2 separate regions of the Capra hircus genome follow, and region 2 is linked to region 1. The links are chromatin contacts, called in public Hi-C maps. All regions are on one chromosome and are shown on one strand. The core of a region is the stretch at or near the end of the contact, and the rest is flanking DNA. Distances in the headings are between cores, read along the strand shown. Region 1 holds the start of LOC102185742. Region 2 overlaps SLC4A9 (anion exchange protein 4).

What was found. A called contact is a pair of places that touch in the nucleus more often than the background predicts.
Region 2: a Hi-C map of blood shows a contact between it and region 1, with 6 times the contacts expected there. The contact joins the enhancer-like site here to the promoter of LOC102185742 in region 1. A contact is called at or near these places in 2 of 5 Hi-C or Micro-C datasets (both in blood).

The regions. Positions count from the first base shown.
Region 1 is chr7:58,739,302-58,747,012 of ARS1.2, forward strand. It overlaps LOC102185742, which reads left to right and starts at 4,616. Exons shown (of 17, transcript XM_018051646.1): 1 at 4,616-4,817; 2 at 4,995-5,080; 3 at 5,162-5,209; 4 at 5,355-5,474; 5 at 6,061-6,138; 6 at 6,402-6,484; 7 at 7,004-7,090; 8 at 7,168-7,284. The coding sequence starts at 4,691.
Region 2 is chr7:58,927,162-58,934,872 of ARS1.2, forward strand. It overlaps SLC4A9 (anion exchange protein 4), which reads right to left. Exons shown (of 22, transcript XR_001918297.1): 12 at 7,580-7,638; 13 at 7,179-7,367; 14 at 6,937-7,050; 15 at 5,585-5,746; 16 at 5,260-5,438; 17 at 4,551-4,623; 18 at 3,072-3,140; 19 at 2,689-2,862; 20 at 1,903-2,084; 21 at 1,482-1,574; 22 at 1-433. Among named protein-coding and RNA genes, the nearest start is that of HBEGF, 5.0 kb to the right of the region's middle. Within about 2 kb of position 3,605, at least 1 of the 5 cell types and tissues checked has an H3K27ac peak or open chromatin away from gene starts, as enhancers often do.

The DNA.
Region 1 (7,711 bases), core at 3,366-5,865:
TTTTGGTATCATATTTAGGAATTCACTGCCAGATTATGTCATGAGGATTAATTTCTCTATTTTCTTCTATGAGTTTTATAGTTTTAACTCTTAAATTTAGGAAATTGATCAGTTTGAGTTAGTTTTTGTGTATGATCTGAAGTAAGGGTCCCGTTTCATTCATTTGTATCTGGATATTCAGGTGTACCAGTGCCATTTATTAAAAAGATGAATCCTTCTAATTAGGAGATAGATGGCCCCAGGCTGAACAGTTTCTCCCCTGTGAACAGAAACTCCATTAAGCAGGATGATGGAAGAGGCTGGGCTCTGCCCAGATAAGTGATAAAAGACCACATATTCTTGAAGTTAAGGAAACCTCCCTTCCTACACATGTGCAGAAAGGCTCCTTGGAGGTCAAAAAGGATGGAGGTGTCACCTCATAGTAAGTGAGGCAATCGCCTATAGGTCTCTTCACTAGAATCCAACTTGGCTAAGAGATGCGCATGCGCACATAGGAGAACCCTGAGATATACCAAATACGGGCTCAGAAGCAGGCCCAGCAAAGTGATTGGCCAAAGAAAACTTGGAAGAAATGCCCCAGAAAAGTGATTCAAGCTACGATGAGGGTGCGGCTTTCTCTGAGCCCACCTGTAGGTCTACCCACATGTGCTATACTCTTTTTTGTCCTAATAAACTCTTGTTTCACTACTTTTCATCTTTGTGGAAATTCTTTTCTGCAAAGTCAAAAAATCAGGGCTTTGTCACTGACCACCAGTCTAGTGGCTAGGATCTGGTACCCTGACTGCCTAGTCCTGACCTTGATCTCTGGTCAGGGAACTGAAGCCCCATCTCAGGCAGCTGCAAGCAGAGGTCAGCCAAGATCATTTCCTCACTGAATGTTCTTGACGTCTTTGTCAAATCAGCTGTCCATAGAAACATGGGTTTATTTCTGGATACTTACTGCTCTTTGGCTAATCTCTGCCTTTACGCCAGTACCACAGCATACTGTTCTATTACTCTTGCTTCACAATAAGTTTTGAAATCAGGAAGTATGAGTCCTCCAACTTTGTTCTTCTTTTATAAGATTGTTCTGACTATTCAGCATCTGTTGAAATCCATACGACTTTAGAAGGAGGAACAGTGGCTGAGAGTGAAGGAATGAAGGAACTCCAATATTACACTAACACTTAAAAAGAGGCTCAGAACACACCGAGGAAACCAGAATTGAAAGAGACACGTGTACCCAATTGTTCACCGCAGCACTGTTTATAATAGCCAGGACATGGAAGCAACCTAGATGTCCATCAGCAGATGAATGGATAAGAAAGCTGTGGTACATCTATGCAATGGAGTATTACTCAGCCATTAAAAAGAATACGTTTGAATCAGTTCTAATAAGGTGGATGAAACTGGAGCCTATTATACAGAGTGAAGTAAGCCAGAAAGAAAAACACCAATACAGTATATTAACACATATATATAGAATTTAGAAAGATGGTAATGATAACCCTGTATGTGAGACAGCAAAAGAGACACAGATGTATAGAACAGTCTTTTGGACTCTGTGGGAGAGGGAGAGGGTGGGATGATTTGGGAGAATGACATTGAAACATGTATAATATCATATATGAAAAGAACAGCCAGTCCAGGTTCGATGCATGATACAGGATGCTCGGGGCTGGTGCACTGGGATGACCCAGAGGGATGGGATGGGGAGGGAGGTGGGACGGGGATTCAAGATAGGGAACATGTGTACACCCGTGGCGGATTCATGTGGATGTATGGCAAAACCAATACAATATTGTATTTAGCCTACAATTAAAATAAATGAATGTATATTATAAATAAATAAAAGAGGCTCAGAGAAAACAATGACCTGTCCTTTAGTTCAGTTACAAGATGTCGGAGGGGGAAGCCATCTAATCCTGAGACCACTTTTGCTTTTGGAATCTGCCAAGATTGGGGAGAAGACAGTCAATCTGTGGCTGGGTGACATTTTGGTAGTAAAATATAATGACAGGCTGAAGTAATTACTCTTTATTTTCACATAACAGCTGGTGGTGGTTTAGTCTCTAAGTCGTGTCCGACTCTTGCGACCCCATAGACTGTAGCCCACAAGGCTCCTCTGTCCATGGAATTTCCCAGCCAAGCATACTGGAGTGGGTTGCCATTTTCTTCTCAACGGGACCTTCCAGACACAGGGATTGAATCTGGGTCTCCGATGCTCCAAGCGGTCTCCTGCATTGCAGGCGGATTCTTCACTGACTGAGCTACCGGGGAAGCCCACATAACAGCAACACAATGAGATATAATAACAGGCATTGTTGCTAAGCGTACAGTATCGGTATTGATAGGCAAATGTATGGGAAAATACAAGCCTCCTATCCCTACCCCAAACTGATTCCTCCAAAGGTTAGGCATATTCATCTTGTTACTATTGCTCCACCTGTTATATAGATGTACAACGAATACTCCAATACTTTGGCCACCTGATGTGAAGAACTGACTCACTGGAAAAGACCCTGATGTTGGGAAAGATTGAAGGTGGGAGAAGGGGAAGACAGAGGGTGAGATGGTTGGATGGCATCACTGACTCAATGGACATGACTTTGAGTAAACTCCGGGAGTTGGTGATGGACAGGGAGGCCTCGCATGCTGCAGTCCATGGGGTCACAAAGAGTCGGACACGACTGAGAGACTGAACTGAACTGAACAAACTGAATACGGAATATAGATGGTCAGACGGGTATCATTCTTTTGGCTATAAGAGATCCTTGGTGAAAAACCAGAGTAGTTTGTGATATAATGAAGAACATATCTGGTCTTCGTCTCCAGTTACTAGCACAAAGCTTCAAAAACCTTTGTAATTACCTAAGCAATAGGAATCTCTTTGTTATGCTAATGAGATAACTTCTGGCAGGGTCCCTATATAGCTTCAGGATGGAGGAGGTTGCTCACCAGAAAAAAGAAAAAAAAAAAACAAAAAACTATTCAGGGACTTTGCCTGGCAGTTCAGTGATTAAAACTCTGAGCTTCCACTGCAGGGTGCGCAGGTTAGATCTCTAATAAAGGAACTAAGATCTCGCAGGCCACTAGTGTAACCAAAAACAAAACAAAAAAAATTGCAGATAAAAGGGCTGGAGTTGGATTCAGTCATATAATTTATGATTTAATTAATCATGACTCATTGAAAAATGCGGGACAATGAGGCTCAGGGAGCTTCCTGGTTGGTGAACATACTGATGTACTGGGAAGGCACACCCTCACTCCATAGAGAAAGGAGATCCTTCACTCAGAACCCTCCCAGGCCTTGTCCAATGTCGACCTAAAAAAGTGACTGAGCACAGCACAGCTGAGTTCTGTAAGTCATTCTAGCAAAGTATGGAAGCTGCAGAAGAGTCTGAAGTTGGGGCAGTCTTACTGCAACTGTGTCCTCACCTGTGAAGTTTGGCCAGACTCTGGGGATCTCGTGACAGAAGCAGTTTCATCCTACATGGAACATGATTCAGTCACAGAAAGGAAAGAAGTACTGATAGATGTGTTAGGGAGTTAGAATAGGAAACAGGAGTCCAGAATGGCAGTGGCTAAAAGACAAGGGAGGGAAAAGCCCGCGGAAATGGAACAAAAGGAGGTCCGAGGACCGGAGTGAGGAACTCAGGTGGAACAAACAGCACTCCTGGCTGGCCCAACTTACACAGGGCAGGCCCAGGGGGGAAAATCACATAAAAAGAGGAGCCAGAGGGCCGCGGTCTCTCTCTCTCCCGCGTGCCGGTGCCCTCCCCCACTCTCTTCTCTTCAAGTCTTTGGATCAGCATTCCCTCATGCCTCGAGGATGTATTTTCCTGCTATTTTCTAAAGAAAATAGAGCTGTAACACAGAGCTGTAACACTGATCTAAGAGTTATAACATGGTCTGTTCGAGACCTGAGAGCTATAACATGGCCCGTTGGAGAGCTGTGACCCGCCGAGGTCTCTAACGTCTGTTGCTTCAAATTTTTGTTGAGAGGAGACAGAAGCACCAAGGAGCGTACACTGGGCTTACAGGTGCTACAAGCCAGTCACAAAAAGAACGTGAGTCCACTTACATGAAATGTCCAGAATAAGCAAACCTAGAGAAACAGAAAGGTGTTAGTAGATGAGTGATTGTTTAAGGGTCAGCATAGGGTGGGGGTTAGTGAGGCTACAGTAAAGGAAATCCAGTTCCTTTATAAAGGGATGGAAATGTTTTAAAATTAACTGTGGTGATAGTTATACATGTCTGCAAACTTACCAAAAACCATTGAAACACACACTTTAAATGGATGAATTATATGGTATTTGAATTATCTCCCAATAAAGCTATCATTGTTTTTTTAAAAAAAGAGTGGTATCTTTTATAAATACATACTGAAATAGCTATGTGTGAAATATAAAGTGTCTGAGATATGCTTCAGAAGAATCCACTAGGGGTGGAAAAGGGAACAGAAGAAATAAGACTGGCTGTTAAGTTGATAATGGCTGAAGCTGAGTGCTTGGAGTTCCATTAAACTATTCTCTTCACAGTTAATGTCTGAAAATTTCATAAGAGGAAAAAAAGAAAAATTCCGTGCAACAGTCTGACTCACTCAGGAAATAGAGGACTGTCCCTCCTTAGTTATTGTTTAGAGGCCCTGCCCAGAGCCCTCAGGTTGGGGAGATGAATTATTGAGGGGAATCTGAGAGGCACAGAAGCCATGGAGTGTGGAGGGGTGATGGGCACAGGGGCCCCTTTGGGCCAGGGCCCCTCAGCCCCCGCAGCCCTCGCTGACAACCCGCAGGCCCGGTTGACCGTGGTGGTGGAAGTAGAGAGGACAAGATCTGGTAAGAAGCCCCCACACGTTCATCTCAGAAGTAACACAGCCTGGGAGCACCTCCTGGGAGAGGGGGAGGGCAAGGCCATTTCACTAGGAAACTAAGGCAAAGGTTGAAGGCAGGACTTGGGGGTCCCAGGAGCTCAGTTTCCCCCAGGAGAGTTGACATGAAGTCCCCCTGTCTCAGGCCCCAAGGAGACCTGCTTCCCTACGCTCCTTCTTGAGGGGGCCAAGAGCATCCGCCTACTTCAGCCTGAGCCTCTGGAGTGTCAGGTAGATACAGGCTGGGCTGGGGTGTGTGTGAGTACAGGGGAAGATGGGAGTGACACTGTTGACTCCTGTCTCTGCTCGCAGGAACAATGCATCACCTTTGATAGAGTCCTGGGTTCTGATGCTGCTCAGGTAGGGGTGTCGGATAGGGTGATGGGAGGTGGTTGGGAGCACTCAGGACCCTTGATCCTGAGGTGCTGAGTATTTCCCAAACTCTTTGCTCAGGGCGGGCTGGGTCAGGGCACCTGAGTTGGGGGTGTGCCTGTGTCTCCGGCAGGAGGCAGAGCAGGAGCTGCTAGCACGAGTCCGGCCCACTCTGGGCTCTGTGAGCCGAGGGTACAGTGTGGCCCTGCTGCTTCGGGGTCGGGAAACGGAGGCGCCCCGGCTCGTGCCTCAGGTGAGTCCCAGAGAAGGCATCAGGCATACCTGTTTCGAGACTCACATGTTGCCTCCTCCAGGAGAACTCCAAGAACTTTCCCCTCCCCACCCTAGCTGGACTAGATGTCCCTCCTCGGGGTTCCTATAGCACCCCAGAGTCCATACAGGTTGTTTTGCCAGCATCAGTCATGAAGCTGTTGAGAGGTCAGGGAAGGTAGGAGGCTGGGGTATATAGGGTGTGGGTCAGGGAGGGGTGATGTACAAACATCAAATACTCAGGCAAATCTGATTTTCACTGTTCTTACTAATACTGATAACAAAGTTGAAAGTTTTGTTTTTAGGCTTCGTCAGAATGCCCCCAAACTAAAATAATTGCCTCAAAACCTTGTCATGAGCCCCTATCCTTGCAAACACCAGGTCCCACTGAAAATATCTGCTCCCTTGTCTGGCTTCCTGTGAACCATGAGCCCTGGGGCTGTTTTCTGTCTTGGCCACCATGTCCATGGCACTTAGCACAGGGTCAGGCATAGACTTCGCCCTCGAGAAATGTTGAGAAAGAAATGAATCCTTTCTCAATCTGCACTGAACCCCTTTCTCCACTTCAGCTGCTACAGGTGCTGTTTGAAGAAGCTCTGCCCCTCAGGGGCTCTGATGCTGTGCTTAGCACTCTTAGCCTAGTTCAGGTGAGGCCCTGGGGAAGGGGAAACCTGGGGCACCAAGGCCACGGTGATGCTGCCATAGAGCCTGAGACACGAGGGCAACCTGAAGGGCTTGGGTCTCTGCTGCTCACCAGTGTTGGCTTGCCTTGCTGGGCTCTCCTGTTTTCTGCCTGAAATGGCTGGATTTTGGTGTCCTGCTTGGCTCACAGGGCAATGGGAGAGTCACGTGAGCCAAAGTCTGAGTAAACCTTTAGTTCGTAACAGATGTTGTGCTTGTGTGATCTCAGCTCAGCGCCAACAGGAGGATCCGGGATTTACTGACTCCAGGGGCAGGGAACCTATCCGTGCTGGATGTGGCTCCTCTGGGCTTGTGAGTGTCCAGAGCCCAGTGAGGTCTGAGAGCGCTTATCTTTAGGCAGGGCTAACACCCAAAACCAAGTTATTGGAGGCTTCTGCCCACTGCCACTCCAAGGAAGAGAGGCTCTGAACTCGGGGTCATGCTTACAGGGCCTGGGTTTGCCCCCAGGACTCCCTCTCACAGTCTTCCCTTCATCCCTCTCACTCTTCTCTCCACCCCATCCACTTATACCTCCTCAGCTGTGTCATCACCATCCCAGGTGACCTGGGCATCTCACCGAGCAGAACTCCTGCTTATCCATCTATAAAATGAGAGGAATCCCAACTACCTTGTTCCCCACACTGGGCAGATAATAGGAGAAAAAAATAAGATCGTGAGGATGAGAGGCTTCTAGGGGACATACTGAGCTTGGAGCCTTGGGGATGATTCTTATAGGCTCTAGGGATGCCCATGGGCTCCCCATGTAGAGATTCTGGGGGCTGGACAGAACCCCTGTGCTTAGGAGCTGAGTCCAGGCTTTCCTTCCTCCAGGGTGGTGGAAAATGCCAGTGAAGTGGAGGTATCGGACTCAAGAGCTGCCTCAGAGCTGTACTTGCGGGCTGCATGTGGAGAAGGCAGGTGAGGACAGGAGAACCCCTGTCACTCCCCCAACCCCGCCCTGGTCGTTTAGCCTGAGCCTATGGTCTCCATCACAGGAGCTGCTCTCTGCTCACTGTCACCATGTCCTGCCTGGCGCCTGACCCTTCTGAGGGGCCTGGGACCCAGGGGATGTGGCAAGGAGCCTTGCGGATCCTGCAGCTTCCAGGAGAAGTGTAAGTCACATGGGGGTTTTTAATAGCTTTAAGGAAGGGTTGGGGAGAGGGTGGCTGAAATATGGATGTAGAGGCCCAGGCCAGCATCAGTCTCATCTTTTCCTCACCTCTGACATGCTCAAGGATTTGCTCCCTTTAGTATTTCTTGTAAAGCAGGTCTACTAGCAATGAACTTCCTCAAACTTTTTGTTTATCTGGGGATATCTTATATCTTGCCAGATGTAGAAATTTTAGTTGACAGGTTTTTTTTCCTTTCAACATTTTAACTATGTCATCGCACTGCCTTTTGGGATCCATGGTTTCTAATGAGGAATTGGTTTTTAATCTTATTGAAGATCCTTTGTGCATAGTAAGTCTTTCATAAGTTTGGGCTAATTTTGGAGCACTATTTCTTCAGATATTCTTTCTACCCTTTTCTCTTTCTTTT
Region 2 (7,711 bases), core at 2,355-4,854, 190 kb after region 1:
CTTCTGTGGTTTAAAAAATTAAGTTTATTTTTATACATGTAAAAACACTTTAAAATAGAGGAATACTTATTCTGAAAAGAGGGACATTTTTCCCTTTTGCAAACTGAGAAGAGTTCCCTGACAACCCCCCGATTGTATAAAAGAGAATCTGTGAGGATAGAAGTTTCAAAATGAGAAGGGCTCCTAGACTTATGTTCCTTTACTGGAGTAAAGGGTGAATGGGGCCTGGTCAGTCCCTCTGAGTTACCAGACTTTCCTAACCACAAAGCAAGCCTGCTTGTTCCCTGCCACTCTCCACCCCCAGCTCAGGAGGGTGACTGAGGTCTTGGCCAGCTGCCTTCCAGTCCTGCCCCAGCGTTCCAGGTTCCCAGCTGACTGAGCATCTGGCAGTTAAGCCAAAGGCCAGTAATTTCCTGACTTCCTGAGTAAATACCTGTGAACAGAGAGAAGGCATAGTGGGGTCAGAGCAAGTGCTCAGGGACACAAGTAAGACAACGAATAGAGCCGCGCAGTAGTGACAGGGAGTAAGGGGAGCTCAGGAGATCTTCTTCTGGGCTAGCCCATGATTTGCCCTGTCTCCCTCTAGCCCCCAGAATTTTCCACTGCAGCTGGTGGGGACTCAGGCTCTTGGACTTGGGAAACCATGGAGAGGACAAACCCCAAAGAGTTCATTTTATCAAAGGGGAAAAATTCCAGGCTTTTGCACATGCTGCACCCTTTGCCTAGAACGTTTTCCCTCCATCTTATTCTGACTAGCTTCTGTTTGTTCTTTAGATTTCAAATTATGGACCACTTCCTCTTGGAAGCCCTACCCAACTCTCACCACTTCACCACCCTCCTTGGAGGCCTCTCTGCTGCCACAGCCTCTCCTTCCCTGAGCCAGCACTAGCCCACTCTAACAGTTGCCAGTGTGTCTTTCCCACAGGAATTTTAACTTCCTGAGGTCAGGAACTGTGACTATTATACCACTAGGACCTGGACACTCCAGAAGTGCTAAGAAAATATTTTGAGAAACAGATGAATAAAATAAAAGAATGGCAGAAAGGGCAAGTGACAAAGAACCCCCCCCCCGCCCCCACTTGTTTGTAGTGTGGTTCTTGGCAGCCTCTGGAAGGAGCCTCCAAGGCTCAGCAAGCAAGCAAGCTGCTGGGAGCTTTATCCTCTTTCTCTCCTCCTATTCCTTTCCATTCTTTTATCTTCGAACCCTTCCCTCCTCCAGTTCCCATCCCTGCCGGGTTGGTGTGAGCTTGAGCTCCCTCTACTGGCTAGACTTCAGTGCCACAGGGAGCCATGCCCGGGTACCCTCTCTTGTTTCCAACTTTCCTCTGGAGAGATTCTTCTACCCACTCCCCGACTCTGGGGTTCATGAAGGACTGGAGCATGTAGAGGAAACAGCCATTCAGCACACAGTCGAGCTTTCCACCACCGGAGCCCCTACTGCCCCACCCTCGACACTGAGGGCATTTCCCTCACACCCTTACCTCAGTTTCCTGGGTCTCAACTCCATACTCCTACTCCAGCTAATTCACAGAGATGTTGATTTCCGGAGCCTTTGGCTGATACATCAGCTCTGACTGTGGAACAGAGATCTCAAGATGAGTTGGGAATAAAAAGACAGAAGACAGAGAGAGAGCAGACAGAAAAGGACCCAGAGAGGGAAAGGATATAAACCCACCTTAAGACAAAGATCCTGGGTAAGACAGTCCACTTAAGGGTGTTGTCCCTGACCATTTCCAACCCTCATACAGCCCTGGACTCTTATGAAGAAAAATTTCCCTCACTCCTTCAGTGTGCCTATGTTAATACAGAACTAGGAGGAGTCACTGTGTTGATCAAATCTTCAGAGTTAATAGAGATATTATACTTCAGTTACAACTCCTGGAGATGACTTCTCTCCCCTACCCCTCCCCTGTTCTCCAGGAGCGCACATCTTCACTGTCACTTCCACTGAACGAGCACTCTGGCTCCACGCCGCTTTCAGGGATGCTTCTCTCCTTCTCCGGCATCAGCTCATCCAGCCAGAGGAGTTCCTGTGGCGAGAAGACCCACTCCAGTGCCTTTCGGACCCCCACCAGGCCCAGCAACTGCAGGGATAGAAACAAAGCCACGGGCTGTCAGCAATAGCAGCAGGAACGTTAACAACAGTCACATTTATCGAGCACTTCCCATGTGCAAAGCATTGTGTATAGTTTCAGTGAATGCTAATACATTCATATGAGGTAGACATGATAATTATTTCCATTGTACAGAGGAGGAAACTGAGACCCTGGGAGCTTACTAACTTCTCAGAGGTCACAGAACTGAGATGTAGTAACCAGATTGGTTCCAAAGCAAAGCCCATGACTCTTAACTTCCTCAGTGGATAAGAACAAAGCCAGAAGCTTACAGTATCACCTAACTGGGTGAAAGAGTGCCAGCCTTGCCTCTCCCAGGTCCTCAGTCTCTTTCTGGGCCTTCTATCCCTACCTGTGGTTGATGAGCCCAAAGAGGTTGGGAAAAGAATTAAACCAGATATCTTAGGTCCAGAGCCTCACAGTCATCCCTTGGCCATGTTTCCTTGTCCTGAGATTCCCAACCAGGCAGAGCCAGGACAAGTGACAGAGGAGAGATTCTTCCTCTTGTGAGGCCGTGACCAACCCCCAGGCTCAGAGAGCCACCAGGACACTACCCAACCCTGCCACAGGTCACCATGATGGGGAAGATGATAGCTGCAGGGGTAGACTTGATTATCCAAAGCAGACCCAGGCAGGCAAGCTGGATGGCTGTGAACAGGTGGACCCTGCTCAGGGGCACATGCCGCAAGAACAGAAGGTCTGGCTGGTGCTTCGCTGGTATCAATAATAGTTGCACCCTCTTCGTGAACTGGGGGGACAAGGGGAGGAAGAAAACAGGGTACTCAGGTAGACTGGAAGGTGTCACTGTTAGCTATCCAAGCCTAGCTTGGAGGTCACAAGGCTCCCTTGGTCCCCTCTCCATCCAGAGTGTGGCAGCAGAGGCCCTGTGCCCAGGAGAGGCAGGAAAAGAGGAGAGGAGGAGAACTAGCAAATGGAGGCAGGAAGTAATGGGCTCACCTGGATGCTGCTAATCGCTGTCACCCCCATGTACAGGAAGATGCCATAGAGAAGAGGCACTGGGATGAACTGGTAGAGAGAATTGGAGAGCTGGCGAAGCAGTTTGCCTCTGCTAGCTGCCCAGATAACCCCATTTAGGCCCCAAGCCCAGCCTCCAGCCTCCAAGATCTAAACATACCCACTTTGCATGCCTGATTTCATTGAATCTTCACATCAGTCAGATGAGGTAAATTCTACAGTTGTCTCCATTTTACAGATGGAGAAGATGTATTTCAGAGAGGCTAAGTAACTTGCCCATTACCTCTCCACTCTTCTCTCTCACATTCCTCTCTGTTCTCTCTGTTCCTGTTGTAGTGGCCCCCTTTCCTTTCCTCAATATGCCCAAGTTTACTTCTACCCCTTTGCAAGGCCTTTTGCTTTGCTAGTCCCTCCACCTAAATCCTCTTCCCTGACCCCCCTCTCATTACTCCTGTCGTGACACCCCAGAAAGGCCTTGCCTGCCCAGCACCATTAAGGCGCTCCTGATCACCCCACCCTCTTTTATTTCCACAGGAGTTATCACTATCTGAAATTATCCTATTTTATTGTTTTAATTGTTTTTATCTGTCTCCTCTCACCAGAATGCAAGATGTGGATGACCTCTTTTGATCACCACTATATCCCCAGTCCCTGGAACAGTGCTTGGCATATGGCTTATGCTCGGTAAATAGCTGCTGAACAGGAGTCGCCTAGTTTAGCCAGAGGCCGATCCAGTCCATCTGGCTCTTTGAACTACTCTCCTCTCACCCAGCTTCCACGACCTTTCCCTCCCCTAACCTCCTGTCGTCCTGCCAGTGACTCTTGTGTGCAGTTCTCCACGCCCTCCTTGACTGCTCTGCCGTACTGGCTTGCTGAACCTTTCTGCTGTTACTTGTTACATAATTTTTATTCATGTGTATGAGTTGCTGACAGGGGCTTGGTTCCATATTCTTTTTCAGTATCCTTCCCCTTCCCATCCCCTTCTCCCAGGTGCCTCTCAGAGCCTTGCACTCAGCAGGTATTCTGTAAACATCTGGTGAGGGAGATGTGAAGGGTTTTTGCCTCAAAAGTTTTCCTGGATTGTGATGATCATGTTCTTAGTTCAAACCTCATTGAATGTGGAGTAAGAGTAGCTAGTGCTTGGCCCCTGGGGATGATGGCATGTCTCTACTCGGCTCCACTGGGTAGAAAGCCAATTGGGTCAGAGTTCAGGTTCTCAGATAGATCTGAGAAACCAGCTCTCTTGGCGGTCTCTTGTAAGTTCCTTAACCTCTTTAACTTTCAGTTTCCTCACTTTAAAAGTGCATATGCTTCTCATGGGTAATGTCAGGATTAAATGAGACTATGGGTGAAGAAAACTTAACACAGTGCCCAGTACGTAGTAATGTTCGGTCAATGTCAGTTCTTGCTATATTTATTATTTTTACTGCCCTGCCCCTGATGCTGGTTTGTCTAAGGTACCTTGAGTATAGGTGCCAGGAAGATGGAGATTCCTGTGAGGATGAATACTGCCAGTCCTGTCAGCCTCTGCTCTCTGTGGGGAAAGGAGGAGTTAGCTCTGGGGGAGCCCCTGGGGTGCCAGGTTGGGGGCCCTGGCAGGAGGGAAGTAGAGGGATCCCCTGATAGTTCCCTGGAAGGGAGGGGACCTGAGCTTGGTGTGAAAAATTGGTGGAGAAGAAAGGACAGGTTACCTCCATTCGAGGCTCCCAGTCCTCTTCAGCAACTCAAGTTCAAAGTTGCTCTTTGTTTTTATTTTGATGGAAAATTAAGCAATCTTATACTACCATAAAAACGTTTACTTCATAATGTACAAAGTTGATTTCCCATACTTTCAACAATTAGATTGCATTTCCAATAAAATTGTTTTTGTGATGTTACTCTATAAGATCAACGAGGTGCTTCTACACTGAGTGGGATTTTTAGGTGGCACTTCATCCTTGCTCAGCCTTCACACTCACCTCCATGATGCTCCCCTGGAGGCCCCTCCCAGTCCCACGGCTGAAGGAGTCCAGCACCCACCCGTTCACCCCACTGCATGCTCATGGGGCAGTGAGAGAGCCCTCTGGAGTCACCAGCTTAGAAATTAAGTTGCCCAAATAACTCTGCCCTGTACCCAGTACCCGACCTTGCTGCCCACGTCTCATTCCAGTCTCCTGAATACTGGCCTTACCTGATGCCCAGGAAGCTAGGAGCCTCCCCTGGGGCACAGGCTCTGCTCTCTCTCCGAAGACTGTCCATGTGGGCCAGGGAGATGACAGTGGCTGAGACATACCAGGGCAGCCCGAGCGCTGATGTGAGGGGCATGAGCACAGCCACACAGAAGAGGTCCAGGTGGAAGCCAGCTCCCTTCTGCAGGTAGTGTGGAGCAGTAAGGATGAAGCTAGCCCAGATCTGGGCCCTCTGTCCTCTGGGGTGGGAAAGGGGGGACCCAGACCCCACCCTGGAGCTCCTGTCACTTGGGCTAGGGACCTGGGGTCTGACCCTGCAAGTCTTACCCTCAGTCTGTATTCAGCACGGTTGAGGATGACCCCTGTGATCTGCTGGTCCATGAAAATGAGGATAGTCAATAGCAGAGCAGGCAGGGCAGCTGCCACACTCAGCCACCAGGGGTTGGCTCCAAAAGGTGACACCAGCCAGCCACGTCCAGGGAGTGTGGGCTGGGGAAGAGGAGTCCATGGAGAAGTTGGAGAGGCTATCTTTAGAATACCTCATCTACACACTCCAGCCATGGCATTCTTCCACAGTACCCCCTCCCCACCGGCTCTAAGACACTGGATGCTAGGTGGGAGCACTCTGTGTGTGTGCAGATGGTTCAGTGCATCCCAGGGCTAGGATGGCAAACAGCAGGATGGGGACCAGCCTGGGGGTTGGGCTGGAACCAGGGGCTCTGGACTTTGACTCTTAGGGTCCTGGAGGAGGTAGTGGATGAAGCCCACGCACATTTCTTGATGTACAGAGTACTTCTCCCTAAGCAACCACCCTCCTCCCCTACCAAGGGCTGGGCAACTCAGGTTCAGACCTGCCTCGATCTGGGGCTGGGGCAGGGGTAGGGCTGGGTGTGTCTGCGTCTGCTCTGATTACAAGGCGTCTGTGTCTGTGTCTGTGGGAGGGGCCTCAGTTGCTATCTTGGGTTCTGAGCCCCTAAGGCTGCCTTGGAGCCTTGGAGCCACCCTGCTTTCTTGTCCTGAGGGAAGCTGGAAGGGAGGTCTCCAAATGCACAAAGTTTAGGTACTAAGTGAGCACTGAGCCTTGTTCTGTGCACTGTCATGCCCTGGGCAGGGAGCTCTAGCTTGACCTCATCAGAGCAGGCAATTGGTGCAAAGTAGAGAGTGGGGAGTAGTGAGTAGGGCCATGCCAAGGGTAGGGAGAACAGAGAACAACAATAACCAGCATTAATTGAGGTGTTGGTATGAACCAGTCCCAGTAATGTGACAGTGCTTTGGACTATGATCTTCTGTGAACCTCAAAACAACCTATGAGGCAGAAACTATTGTTATTTATTATTTCCACTTTATAGATGAAGAAATTGAGGCTCAGAATGTGGGTTAACTTCCCTAAGACACACAGCTAGGAAGTGACAGAAATGGGACTCAGACCCAGGGCCGGCTGACCAGAACCCACTCTTTTAACCTCTTACCTGCAACAGTAGCTACCTATCCTAGGCTTACTATGTGTCTGGCACACAGTGTGCCCTCACAACAATTCTGTAAGACCATTATTATACTATTTCTATCTTATGAATGAGGAAACGGAAGGCTAGAGAAGTGTGGTATCTACTCATCTTCCTCCTCTAGGGTCCTGTCTGCTGACCCTGCTTTGCCCTCTCCCCTCCACGCCCAGCTCTCACCTTGAACTCTCTGGGCACCATGAGCTTCGGTGTGGCTAAGCCAAGGAAGGCATCGAGGCCACAGCCTAGCAGGATGGCCAGGACCGAGGAGAAGTCACCCAGCATCTTGCGTACCTGGCCACCCAGCAGACACTCAGTGAGGTTCAGGCCACCACCCCCTCCTTCTGCCCCCTTTCCCATTTACAGACAGGGCCCAAGGCCAAGGGCCAGTTCTCTCCCACAGAAGTACAGGTGACACTCACCACGGAGGGGAAGAAGCGACTGGTCTTTACGTGCTTGAGGGCCATGGCAAAGAGGAAGGAAGTAAGGAAGAGGAGGATGGAGAAGAAGGCAATATCTGGGACTGTATGACAGCCGGGCCCACGAGGATGGCCTCCCCGCTGGGCACACTCAGGTGGGGGCAGCAAGGATGCATTGACCAGGCCTAGGTCCTGTGTGGAGAGGTCATCCAGGATGGGATTATGGGCAGTGGGATAAAGGTCCACTGATGCCCGCTGAGACTGAGGACACCAGATAAGAGACCTCCAGCCACAGCAAATGGTCGGGCCTCAGTGACCTATGAAGGGTCAGAAGAGCCTGGAACCACTGACTTCTTTGACCTCCACCCTCTCTTTCTCAGGCCCTCCCAGGAACAGGCCCTCACCATGCTCAAGATGTCATCTCTGTCTTTAGGGTTTGTGCTTGTCCGCTGAGACTCATTTCCTGGGAAGCAGAGAATTCAAGTGAGTTTTCTTCCCTCGGGAACCTTCTCCAGCCCTAATCAGAAGCCCAATTT